Linked DNA regions of Anas platyrhynchos: region 1 is linked to region 2. A link is a contact called in public Hi-C data. All regions are on one chromosome and are shown on one strand. Each heading gives the region's core, a stretch centred on a gene start, on an enhancer-like site or on the middle of the called end of the contact. The rest is flanking DNA. Distances are from core to core; before and after follow the strand shown.

The links. Hi-C and Micro-C count contacts between places; a contact is called where the count stands out from the background.
Region 1: a Hi-C map of liver shows a contact between it and region 2, with 4 times the contacts expected there. The contact joins two enhancer-like sites. A contact is called at or near these places in 7 of 8 Hi-C or Micro-C datasets (F1 follicle, F5 follicle, liver and 3 more).

What each region holds. Positions count from the first base shown.
Region 1 is chr19:7,070,769-7,077,547 of IASCAAS_PekinDuck_T2T, forward strand. TBCD (tubulin folding cofactor D) reads right to left here. Exons shown (of 40, transcript XM_038165607.2): 36 at 574-663. Among named protein-coding and RNA genes, the nearest start is that of ZNF750, 75 kb to the right of the region's middle. Within about 2 kb of position 3,518, at least 1 of the 8 cell types and tissues checked has an H3K27ac peak or open chromatin away from gene starts, as enhancers often do.
Region 2 is chr19:6,803,326-6,810,204 of IASCAAS_PekinDuck_T2T, forward strand. All of the region lies in intron 1 of LOC106014793 (a long non-coding RNA gene), which reads right to left. Among named protein-coding and RNA genes, the nearest start is that of TRNAR-CCG, 10 kb to the left of the region's middle. Within about 2 kb of position 3,311, at least 1 of the 8 cell types and tissues checked has an H3K27ac peak or open chromatin away from gene starts, as enhancers often do.

The DNA.
Region 1 (6,779 bases), core at 2,268-4,767, 270 kb after region 2:
TTGAAACAGTTATACCTCAATAATTCTGCCAATGAACATTTCATTCAGCTTTGCAATACTTTGACTTTTTTTTTCCTCCTCACCCAGTATTGTTTTTCCTGACTGAAACATTTTTGGTTTGATCTCTCTGCTATCCAAAATGAGTTAGTTTTTTTTTTTTTTTTTTTCTTTCCTAAAATAGATAATAATTTTGCTGGTGTTTTAAACTATTTCTAGTGTAACTGTTAAGGTTTACTCAATTACATATATTTTTTACTGTCTGTATGTGTGAGTCAAGCTCTGCAAGCAAAAAGCAAATGACTGAATGCATCTTTAAGAATGTCAGTAACAGTTCAAAATTAGTTATTTGTCAACAACAGTTCAAAATTAATTTTTTTTCAGATCTTTCACGTTTTCACCTCAACCACACAGAAGATACACATAAAACTCACACAACCTTATGTTACATGTATCTGCGTGCATTTTTCATTTATGTTTCACATCAAATAGACTTAGTATGTTCTGTAGTTAAATTTTCTTCACTCCTTACAAACAGACAAAAGATTACTTTCTTTGTTTATTTCATCAACTCACACTCCTATGCTAGAGCGAAGTTTCCGGATGTCTTTGGATCTTTTGATCTCTTCTTTACAAAGGTTAAATAGCTTCACTGGAAATGGATGGCTGGAAATGGGAAGGAAAAAAAAGGATATGAAATAGATTTAAGCAGAATTTTAAACACATTTGATGATTGTAAAGATGCCAAATTAACATTCAAAAGAGAGGAAAGATACTACCCAGAACTGTTTGTGAATACTTTTTCCAGAGCAGCACACCCTGCTTTAGGTGGACTTTTGGTAAAGACACGGGCTACTTTGGCTACCACTTGTGAACATTATTTTAATTTTTTATGGAAGGGAAGAAATTAGTATTAATTGTTGGTATTCCTACTACCTGTGTGCTGAGGAGTGAACTACCTTTATCCAAAGTGAGTCAGTATCTGCATGGTAATCAGCTAGCCACAGCTTGCATTTACAGCAAAGTATGGTACAATCCGAAATACTATGCCAGGAATTACAACATTCTATAACCAAATAAAAATTATTCAGTTTACGGAACATTGTAGTGCCTTGGTAGTTCCATAAGGCCTTCAATCAAACTTGGCACAAAAGGGGATAGACACTGTTCTTACATACTCTACCATCTCACAGCCTGGATTCCTTAGTGATGCCAGACAACATAATTAAACCCAGCGCTTACAGTTCTGTTAAGTGTACAAGTCATGAAGCCATCTTTAAATATATTGAGCAAATTCTTCTTTTTCTACAGTCTGGGAAATACCATTCTTACAGCTTTCCCAGATACTCATACAAACACAAGTATTGTTATGATATTTCAAGGATCTAGTAAAGAGGGAATGTTACTTTTATTTCAGAACAAATTATTTAATCTTTTACTCATTACACTCAAAGCTGAAGTGCCATAGATGCAGAAGAAACTATTTTATATCTGTCTAGTGCACACAATTACTTCTAGAATGCGTATTTTGGAAATTTCACTGTATTGTGTATGAAAAACAGAAAGCAGAAATCCTAACATTTATTTTCTGCTACTGTGATTCAAAACTGTGGATATAAATTATTGGAAAAAAACTGTCACGTAATCTGTTGAAAAATACAACATTTAAAATGAATTAAGATGGTTACAGGACAAAATGTTTTGTCAAGTTAATGCACCTTATTATACGTAGTTTTCCAGACAAGAGAGTTTTTGTTTTGTTTTTACTAGACTAAAAAAAAAAGGCATATCCTGGCAAATGCTGGTTTGTTGTTCCATTTTTTAACCAAGTCGTTAATCTATTAGTCTAAAGAATGCTGTCTCTACTGCTGTCTCAGTATCACTGAAAAAAAAACACAACAAAACAAAACACACTAAACAAGTAAAGTTGCCACACTTTCAAAGTTGATGATGAGGTATCATAAGAGATTTTCAGAGCTGATCATGGCTTCCAGAAGCAGAGTCTCAGGAGGGCTGATTTAAAATATTCCCATCAGATGCTGAAAGAGCAAATTCCTCGCCATCCACTGCCTGCAGCCATGTCAGCACTGTTTCCAGATTTTAGAGTATGAGAAGTGCAGAAAGCACGTGCATATGAGACACATATGCATATTCTCACGTGCACATGAGAAAGACATATACACGAATGAGACTGCATGTGTCTGAGGACGTGGTTTGCCCAGGTGGATGATGGCGAGAGTGTCCCCTTTCTGAAGGGAAGGTCTATTTTTTTCTTACCTTGGTGACATTTCCCTTCCTTCCACTCCCCCATGATTACACAAAGACATTTTGTAGACAACTAATTACAATACCTGTAATACATGCCTGCCTTTCAGCACAGGACAACAGCGACACAGTGAATTAGGTGAGATTTTAAATTGGTTCAACAACACAGACATCACTGAGGAGAATAGCAACAAAGAGACCAATTGGAACAAGAGCATCTGGAATAAATTTGGTACACATAACCTTAAGTGCAGCATTTTGTGTTTAAAACAGATGCACTTTCCTTTCTGTCATTTGCCAATTTCACATTTGTAATAACTAAACCTAACCTACGTGTGATCTCAAATGACTCAAATAGCTTGGCCTCTTTAAAGGAAATTGAGAAAATTCCTTCTCCTGTGTGGGCACAGTGCCAGCAGAAACAGAGTCAGCATCTGGGGAAAAGGGATCAGTCTAAAGTCTTTACATTATGTAAATTGGGCACACGTGGTACTGCAAAAACGTACGGTTTTTTTTTCCTCCTTGAGGTGAACTCAGTTTGAACAGTTCAGCTGACATCACCTGGGTGGCCATAAAACCAGAGGACAGCCACTGCCATGCTCTTTCATGCTACAGTTTATTAGGCAGTAATAGCGTAACTACTTTAAAAAAAAAATCCACAGAAGCATATAACATATCATTCATCTGAGATCAGCAGGGACATACCATCTTACAGTGCTTTGTAAGACCACCAGCAAGACACTGCATCCACAGTGCATGACCTCTGCTGCGGAATGCACAGATTATGGACAGGTAAGAAACGTCACTTGTATTTGTTCCGGAGAGCATCAGGTCCTGAATTATCATTCAAAGGCTATTCCGTTCACATTTACAGGGCAATGAGTACTATGACACTGATCTTACAGTACTTTCCAAGGAACCAGCAATATACCCAGGCTCTTGGCAGACTGAACTTCTGTCATGATCATTCACTGCTGAGGCCAGCAGAACGTCTCCTGCAGCTACCGGAGCCATAACCAGAAAATAATGCTTCAGTGCCAGTTCTGCCAGTGGCTTTAGTTCGCCCCCATTTACTCTCCCTGCCCCTTGTCCTACTACCAGCAGGGAGCTGACAGTTACCACTGTGTTTTCAGAGTGGCCACTGGTGAGTTGATGATTGATGTTGCTGATTGGTGATGTTGATGACAGCTGTGGTTCACGTATGCTGCCCTGTGCCTGCAGTGGTCACTGCAAGCAGCTAATGCTGCTCACACTACTATGAGCACGGATTCCCAAATTTGCAGTGCACACTGAGATGAAATTATGAGTTTTCAGGTTGTGCAATCACAGAGAAAAAGTCTGGGAATGTTGAAATGTAGTATCACAAGAAAATATTATTTCAGCTGAAACATAGTTACAGAAGAAACTGCTTTTCAACTGAAAACCACTGCTCTGTCTGGGCAGGGAGGGCACACTGCGCAAGGAGGAGTAGCAGGTGAATGCCTGCAGTTTCACACACACAGTAGGGCTATATACACTTGCACTGCTGCCAAAAGAAATGGTTTCCCTCCCCCTCACCACTTTCCTAATTTTGGCACAATTCGTAAGCATGCAGCAGAACAGATCGAGGAACTACTGCAAGCTGAAATTTACTGGAGGAAGGGCATTTTTAACCTGGAGCAGCTCCCTAATGCCATTCATGATGCAGCAACACAAAACACTGCTGCTAGTTCCAGGGAGAGGAAAACTCCAAGGCTCGATGGGCAGGTTTATGCCAGGTAAGGATGAGTGGGAAGTAACAGCCTGAAAAATGGCAGACAGAACTTTTCCTAGTACAGCCTCAAACTAAGCCAAACACAACAAAGGCTGCTTCTGAAAGCCTTTTGATTACCTGGGTGCTAGGTATTTACTCCAATAAATGAACCTGCTGGCAGGTTCAGCAGGGCCCTGACAGAGCAATGAGCCCAGCATGACAACTGCAGATTGCCTTAAACACAAGGACTTCAAACAGAGGAGCAACACCACGCACTCCGCCGCTGTACACAGACTGCTGAGAGAACAGCAACACTGCGAGCTTCACAAACACCAATATTCACCTACAGAACTATGTCAGAAACGTAACGCTGTGCATCGAAACGATCCTAACGATGTGCATCAGCTACAGCTTGAAGGGGCAGGAAACTAGACTGCAAGTTGCACCTCTGTGAGACAGGAGTGACACCATGTGGCCCTTTGCTCTAACAGGAGCACTGAGCTCCTAATTAACGTCAAACTAATTCAGCCAACAGCCATTAATCCTGTTGCAATTAAGCCATGTAGGGTATTACTTGTTCTGGATTGCTAATGTTTTATTATATTAAAAAAAAAAGTCCCAGTATACTGCACAGTATCTATTTTTAACCTCAAAATGCATTTGCAAATACTTCTTTTTATGAAGTGACAGCTAACTATGAAGCAGCTGGGTACAGGCATAGTGCTGGTGCCGGACATCCTACAACCTAAGTTCTCTTGCTAAACCTAGACTCAGTGTAGTGTGGGAAAACATGAGGGGGAGGAAAAAAATGGGAGCCAAACACCCCAAGGACTGCTAATGTTTCATTCCCAGCTTCTCAGAGAAGTTTTTCATTTGCTGCATGACAGGCAAGAAGTGTACTGCAGAACTGAAGCAGGGTGAAATTTGCTCACCAGAAGTCAGACTCCGAGAAACAACCACGCACTCAATCCCTCTTCCTATAGGCACACTTCATATGAAAGTATTTGAAACGGCATGTACACATGTCCTTTCATGCCACACAACAGTTTCAGTCTCATTTTGCATTGTATTTCTACATTTTTATGACGTGGTTCTTAGGAAAAGGGGGTAACCAGTCCCACTCAAGAAACCAGACCCAAGAGTCAACGCTTTTCCATATTCTTCTATGCAAAGAGAATTAGGTGTCAGCCAACAGTTCAGGCAGGCCTCAGAGCCAGGATCCATCCCTTAACCATAGCCAAACGCCATATGCCTAAGTAAGAAAATGCAGACGTTGCACTGAAGACAATTTTGGGCTCACCCAGCTAAATAACGTACCACAGAGCTGATCTGCATGCAGGCTCTTAGAGCACAGCAAAACCCAGGCACGCTTGGCTCTCAGCAGAGCACACACAGAGCACGATTACACCCTCTCAACCACAAGGTAACCTAGATATTAGCAAAAACTGCCAGATGCAAGAACTAAATTCTCTTTCTTACTGTCTTACTGTCTCCAAATTTTCTAGAGTCGGCCTTCCAGAGCTTCAGTATGATAATTAGTTCCTCCACTTCCTACCCTTCATTACAGTATTTCATTCCCTTTCCATTAGAATGATCCACTGGGCTGTAACAAATAATTTTTTACTTTTTTTTTTTGTTGGTTTCATCATTAAACTGGAATCAAATTCATTTGGATCAACTTCAAAACCACCCCCTGCTCCCCATAATCCCCCTGGATTTTATTTCAGACCTTTTTAATAAAGCATTACAATGGCACCACAGGACTGAATTTGAGTCTCGCTTACACAGCAAATGGCTATGCAATAATCCTACCACACGCTTTCTGTTTAGTGACCCATGTGGGGGACAGACATTACCTGCGATTTACACCCATAACCTATCAACTTCCTCAGTGGGGAAGACTGGAGTTGACGTGTTCCAGATCACTGCCATGATTACCAAACCAAAAAGAAATGCTTGTTCTCTTTTTGATGAATTTTAAATTGTTATTGAAAAATGGACTGCTTTATTAAAAAGGGGATTAATTATCTAAATACACACTTGAAAACAAAAGTAGATTCAACTAAAACTTCTGGAACGAGAAAATCTTTTCAAATGTATCTGTTGTGAGTAATTCTTGAATCAACAGATTCCAAATCCAGTATACATGCTGGTAGGATACATTTTGTATAGTACTGCAAATATCTGTAGCTGTGCCAAGATGCTTATGAGAGCCTGTAGAATAGATTTTAATATTACTGAAATTAAAATCATTCTCTTCTGAAACATCTGCAAAAAAACATGATTTCACACTGGAGTACCTTATTCATATTTATCCATTCCTAATCTAAATAATTTCCAGGAGACAGAACTTGGTGTGGAAAAGCTGGGACATGCCTTTTTTATTATTCTTACGAGAATCTTAATTAACTTCTTTGGAGATATTCACATTAACAAAAGCAGTAAGATTTTGGAAGCAATAGCTTGTAGGCATGTTATTTTGCAGCACCATAACATGATATTGCCATTGCTAAAGGCTCACAGTACAATGAAGAATATACTCCAACAAGCACATATTTAGGAAGCTGGTAAAGGAAAGAAGCTAAATGGATCTGATACTGGCCCAAGTCTGCCAGGTAAAACAGACAAATTGAATTTGATTAATTTACTGGTCATTAAACAGTGAACCAGTAACTAACTTCTACACTGATTTGAAAGTCACAGATTTTATCAAGACCTTTTCAAGGCTATCTGGTCCAAAATTTATCACAACTGTCATACTTCAGGAAAATATAAGTTTTTTATC
Region 2 (6,879 bases), core at 2,061-4,560:
AGGGGAAATAAACCTTTACTCCTGGCAAGATTTGAGAGGGCCTTTACAAAATAAAGTCATGTGAACAGAGGTGTAAACGGTTCAGCATGAAGTTTCCCACAACACTGTTTTACCTTAAAGCACGTTTTACACGCAAGGACACAGGAGCACTTGGCCGTCTCTGCTGGACATCCCATGGCCTTGAGGGTGTTTTAGGGGGATTCCTTTAGGGGATGTTTTAGGGGGATTTGCTCAAACCGGGCTGGAACGAGAGCACCCGTGGTCTGTGGGTGCCATCCTGCGCGCCAGTGACCACAGGGACAGGACCAGTCAGGATATGAGGAGGTCTCTGCTGGGGTCCCCTCTGCCCTTGGTGACATTTTGGGGCATGGGGAGAGGCAGCTTCCCCACCTCATCTGCAGCAAGAGGCTGAGTCCACATTGGGTGAGTTGCTGAAGGAGCAGTACCAGCCCCAAGTGCCAAAACTGGGCTGCTGTCACGTCAAACAAAAAGAAAACAAACAAACAAACAAAAAACTACCAAGGAGGGGGATGAACAGAAAGCAATGTGGTGGTCCACTGCCAGTCAGTGTCATCTGTCACCCCCAAATGGGTCACCTCCACTGTGCCCCCACGGAGCCTCTTCCAGCTGAGCAGCATCAGGAGATGGAGTCACACATGGGACATTGCCAGCACCCCAAATACACTCACTCATTGAGCCAGAGGGCAAAGACATTAGGGCAGGGCATAAGTTAACATTAATAAGCATTGCTCATCAGCAGGCATTAAAAACAGGTTGTTCTAACAAGGGAACGTCCTGCTCGGAGGTGACCTCTGGGGATCTGACCAGCAGCTCAGACCAGAAGCAGGATAAAGGGGAGAGCACCCCACAAAGGAACTGCCACTGCCCTCCCACCCCACACAGCTGCCCCATGGAGCCTGGAGGAGAGGACACGTACCCAGGGTTCCTTATTCCCTCCGGCACCTCCATGCCCATCAAATCAGGGGGCACTAGGCTTGGAGCAGTATAACACCCCACTGCAAACGCATTCTCCCATTCCAACTGGGATTAATTTCCAGCATCTCTGCCTGAAAATATCCATTGGCACCAGGCTGCAGCCCCCCCTTGCTGGTGGCCAGCTTCTCCCAGCATCCAGGTCTCTGCCCCCAGCAGCTTTCCCTTAGTTCTGTGCTTGTTCTGGGACTGCTATTTCCCCTGCTGCTGAAGTTGAAAATCCCCCAAAACACAAGTTCTCCACTGGGATTTGTGTGCCAGGGTCTGGCAATGGGGCTGCCCTCAGCCCCCCAGCTCCAAGAAGGGAGCAAGCAGGGTGAGAGGAGGGGACAGCAGGAGGTGTCACCAGTTATCCTGCGGGAAATGGTGAGATGTCCCCAGCTCCAGCGCTATTTTCCCCTCATTATAGGCCTGAAGGAACAGTGCATTTCCAAAGTCACTTTCTGCTGCAGTCACCAAAGCCCACAGACCTGCTCTGGCAAACCCTGTTTTTTGCTGCACACCCAGGTGGGGTCAGATCCCCCAAATGGGATGCTCCAGCCCCCACCGAGCTCAGCCCGCACCCCAGGGCTCTGCAGAGGAACAGGAGGAAGGTGCTGGTGCCTGTTTGTCTGCAAACAGGGCAAGAAACATTCCAGAATGTCCCATATCCAAACCTCGGTATCCTGCGTTGCAGCTTTTCAGACACTAGATGTCAGCAAAATAATAAAAATGATGCAGAGGAGCTTTGTACCCGAGCATAAACCTGACAGTGATTTCTACCGTGCTGCTAAAACTCACTTTTGTACAAACTGACTCCAATAAACCCATTTTCTGCGGCAATAACCAGAGGGCAACGGGGAAATACCTCTCAGAGACTGGAGGCTCTCTGGACATCCTGAACAGGGCAAGGTGCAAGCTTGGCCTGACCCATCTGTGCCAGCAGAACCCCCTTGGACACTCACAGAGCAGCTGAACAGCATTTATTTTGCATGTGCACTTCTTGGGGGGGGATTTTGGGGATGTATGCTACTGGCCCAGCTCCTCTGCTCGGGCTGATGAAAGCTTCCAGCCCTGCTCCTGGTGGCACTTTGGGACTTGGGGCTTGCGCAAGGTGAACCTGGCCTGCAGGTACAGCCTGCCCGCACTCCACCTGCCACATAACAGCCTCTGGAGCACAAGTCACCTTTCCCTGTATCAGGAGAAAAGGTCCCATGCTATTGCCTTCTGTGCCTTTAGTGCTGCAGTAATAAAACCAGAGTGCAGCCTGTGCAGCACAAGGCACAGATCTGTGGGGCAGGCGAGCCCCCAACTTTGCTGCCCTGCCCAAGCTGGGCTGTTACCCTCCTGGCAGCTTTTACCCAGTTTTTGGGCTGAGATCTGAAAGGGTTGGGCTCTGTGCTGACCTTTTTGTACAAGAGCAGGAAATCACTGAGCCCCAGGAAAATGCCTGCCCCCAAAATCCGCCCTCACACCACACCGATGTGGAGCGATGCTCTTTGCTCTTGACTTCGGGCCACCTGCCCGGCAAACAGCTAGCTTACAGCAAGCCCTGGAGCACCATTGTGGGGTTTCTAAACACTGAGGTGAGGTGCAACCAGGGGGCCCCAGTGCTTTGGGGACTTTGTGGTTTTCTTTCTAGACCACATTTCCACCCAAAACTTGGATTGCATTTAGGGAAGAGCCAGCCTTTTAGAGACAGAGCACCCCAACATCGACTTTGCTCTCCTCCTTCAACCTTCACTCCAGAAGACATGGGCCACTACTCGGCCCCAGATCCCTCCTCCTCCCATCTAATCCCCCGGGGATGGATGGGCTCTGCACCGATACTTCTCCCAGGCGGTCGATCTCCCCTTTCCCAGGGTCTAGGGTTTCAGACCCTCCCCGTCCGAGCCCGAGGTGTCTCCCCACATGCTGACCCGGCAGGACACAGTTCAAAGCCTCCAACAGGAAAAACAGGAACAGCCGCCCCGCTCTCCCCGTTGACATAGTTTCGGTCTAGTTCTTGGTGTCAAAGGAGGCATTCACCACCTCGCCGCCCGGGAGGCCCCGCGGGACGACAGCCCCCAAACACGTCCAGGTGGGGCCCGGCTGGGACATTGCCACCCTGCCCTGCTTCAGGCTGCAGATCCCGACTTTTCCTTGGGATGTGCAGGGGGAAATATTTCTGCTTCTCCTCTGTGCCTTGCCCTGGAGAGCTGCCAGCACCCGTACACAGGGTTTGCAGGCTGAAGTTGGTGGCTAGGCCCATGCAGGGCAGCGGTGGTTGGGAAGCACAAAGCCTTGGTGCTGGTGGGGCCACGGTGGCACAGGGACCCCAGGAGCTGGGCACATCCCTGGAGAGCATGGACCCACCTCCACCAGCTCCTAGTTGTGGTGAGGGACAAGGAGGAACCCAAATTCAAGATCCTCCGTGGTGTTCCGGCACGCAGGGACTGGTGCTGCGGTTAGGCAGATGTTTGGGAGCTCCTCCTGCAGGAGGTCTGTCACCACCCAGTGACAACAAGGGCAAGGACTGCCCGTGGTGTCCCTCCTTGTGGCATCACTGCTGCGTCTGCTAATCTCCTCCAGCCCTGCCCAAGCCTCTGGCCAAGGGGTGTGAGCAGATTTCCAGCAGATAGAGGTGTCAGCCTTTCCTGCTCAGCAGGTTTGTGGCCAAGCTCCTCTGCAGGGCATTAATTAGCTGGGGTGCAGGATGGAGCAGGGCAGCTCCCCAGGAGGGGACCCAGCCCAACCTGTCACTGCTAGGCCACGGGGAGGTGTGACACATTGTCCACCTGCAATAAGACACACATGGTGCAGGGCTGGGCGTCCGTACGAGCATGGGTCAGCTCAGCAGCCCAGCCCATGCCATGCCTCCGGTGATGGCTTCCCATTAAAAGTGTCCCAGTGCTGCCCCACTCATCCCTTGAAGACCAGGAGCTGTGTCACCTCCACCACCCCAGCAGGGACGCAGGGGACAAGAAGCTCTCCCCAGCACCCTGCGAGGCCCTGGGCTCTCCAAACCAAAGCCCCATCCTCCAGGGCTGTGCTAAGTGCCTTGTTAACACCCGTGCCAACAGATCCTAACCCTGCTTCTGCTCCCTCACCTACCGATTCCCTCCAGCTGCTGTGTGTGGTTTGCAAGGAGCCCTGCAGATCTGAGCAGCACAGGCCTGGTTTGCACTACTGAAAGGGAGAAGGATCGGAGCTGGTGCCACACAGCCCATCTGCAGAGCAGGGCTGTCAGGGCTGTCTTTGAAGGAGCTCACTCTGACTTTTGGCTTCCCAAAAATGCAACCGCAAAGAGGAATGTTTCTCTCCAGGCCTCATCTGGCAGGGTCCTTGCTCTGAGGTCTCAGCTTCCAGCATAAAAGCAAGAAATTCTTCCAGACCTAAGTCCGTAACTCCCAGGGGCAGATGTCCCCTCTGGCTCCATCTGCCACAGCCCAGCTCCCCACATGACACCAGCCCCACCTCCCGAACACTCCAGATATTTTCTTGAGTGCAGTTGCTGGCGATGCTTCAGATCCCTCTTTTGAACCCATCAGCTCTTTCCCACATCTCCTTCCTACTCCTTACACTGCCGTTTGCGGGGTTTGCCACCAAATTCCCCCCCATCATGGATGAATGTTTCCTTAGGGTCACAGACAGCCTCCTGACAGCCTCCCTGGCCAAACACATCCCTGCAGTCAGGGCAGTGCTACAAAAACCTGCTGCTGTGGGCACATCGAGCACCCTCTCCAGACTGGAGCAGAGCTGGGCACAAGCTGGGGGTAGCAGGGACCTGTTGGTTTGCCGTGTCCTGCTCTGGGACCCCACACAGGCAGGTGGCAAAGGGGAATGTCCCTTTGCCCTCCCTCCACCATGGGGCAAGGCACCAGCCACTTCCTGCCTTACCGTGAACTGGAGTTGGTAAATATAATGAAATCATAAAAAGAGGGGGGATCTTGCACCAAAGACATTGGAAGCTCTCGCGTGACTGTACTTTCCCCTCAACTAAACCGGCGTGAGTGGTGGATAGACCAATTCCCATGGGAACTCATCCACTCTCTGTTTATCTTGAACGCAATAAAAATGATATTAAAAATAGATTGTGGAGTAGGAGCAGCAGAAAATACTCGACACCTGATGCTGTTCCTCTCCGTTGTCTGAAATCTAATAGCTGAGTTCTGGGAACAGGCATGTCAGTGCGATTACAGCTCAGACACTCCCAAACCTTGTCTCGAACAAGACTGAAACCCAATTACACTTCTGAAGGGCTGAACGGTTTCTGTTAGGCTGCTGGAGCAGCAGGCAGGGCGCTGCCGGCCTGGGTCCCAGCCGCAGAGCCCAGCTCCCCGCTGCGCTGAGGGGGAATGGCAGAAAATAAACGGGAGAATAAAAATACCAAAAACCACAAGGCACTAAGATATCACAGTAAATGACAGCCTTATAAAAAAAATACTAACTGCTGCAGAAAGGGCTATATTTTAATACCCAAATGCTGTCCAAACTACCTCAAAGAGGGAAGCTGCTGTGGGGTTTGAGCTGCGGGCCCCGCGCAGCCCCGCACTCACACCACGTGCCCAAGCAGTGTCAAGACACAGGCGTGTTTGTAGGCGCTCTGCTGGAGGATTAACACTGAATTAACAGCCAAAACACAAAGGTGAATCCTTTGAATTAACACTGGGGTGATAAACAAACAACAGGCCTGGAAATCACTGCAAATCAAAGGTGGGGAGGGAGCGAGGTGCCGGACTTTTCCTGCACTCCATGGTTAGGTGTGGACCAAGCCCTTTGTGCTGCTTTGCCAGCGCCTCTGGCAGGGCAGTGCCTCCGCTGCCCCAGCGGCAGGCTCTCTTCAGCCATCATTCACTTTTACTCCTTTCTACAAGTCTTAGTAACACTCCCATAAACAGGTTTTTAATGCAATCCTTTTCCCCTCGCACGCTGCATGTTAAAGATTAGCAGAGGCATTTTATTGCAGGTAATAAAGAACCCTGATGTCAAAGATTTTAACAAGCCAAGCGCTCCATGGGAAAAGCCCGGCGGGCTCCAAACACACTTCTGCTCTGCAGCCTCTGTCAGGGAGAGGGGGAAGAGATAAGGAGATTTCTGGGAAAACATCTCAGATTTTATCTGTTTTGTTTTTGCTTTTTTTTTTTTTTTCCCCTGACATGAACAGACCCATGGTGACCTCTCTCCCAGCCATGCTCCCTGGCCTGGCATCTCCTGAGCTCAATGCAGAGCGAGCTGGTGCTGCACATATCCCCGTGGACTTGTGCAAGGGAGACATTACCCCTTAAGAAGAGCAACTTCAGGTTTAAGTCTTTTGGGAGCTGCAGTTCATTCTCCCCAACAAATCCTCCTGGGCAGGCCTGCAGCCAAGCAGAAGCAAGCAACAGGTGGGTGCTGCAGCCCCCACAGTACCCCACAGCACCTCCAGGGTGCTCTCACCCCGACCAAAACACAAAGGTGAAAGCTAGCAGCCTTTACAAAACACCAAGGAAAGTGACACCCCCAGGGGGACCTCAGTCTCCTGACAGTCACAGAACAGAGTCCCTGCTCCTGCCTGCCCAGGGCATGTCAGGCTCCTGGTGGGGGCATTGGGGGAAGGACAGAAGCACTGTCCTGCCACCTACTCTCTGCAACCTCATTTTTTTTAACCATTTTCTCTGCTCAATTGCACAGCCAGAACCCCTAACGGGCGCCATGTGTGGAGCAGCACTCACTGAGCATACCACACACCCCAGCACAGGAGGGAATGGGCTGCCCAGCAGCACTCTGGCTGCGCAAAGTGCTGCCAACCCAAACCCCTTCGAGGGCACGCACACCACCCCATACAAGGCTCGGTTTCCACACCTCTGCTTGCTGTCAGAGCGTGGCCACAGCCTGAGAATCCAAGGGAGGACACGTGCACGTGAGAGCAGCCCACGCTGTCCACAG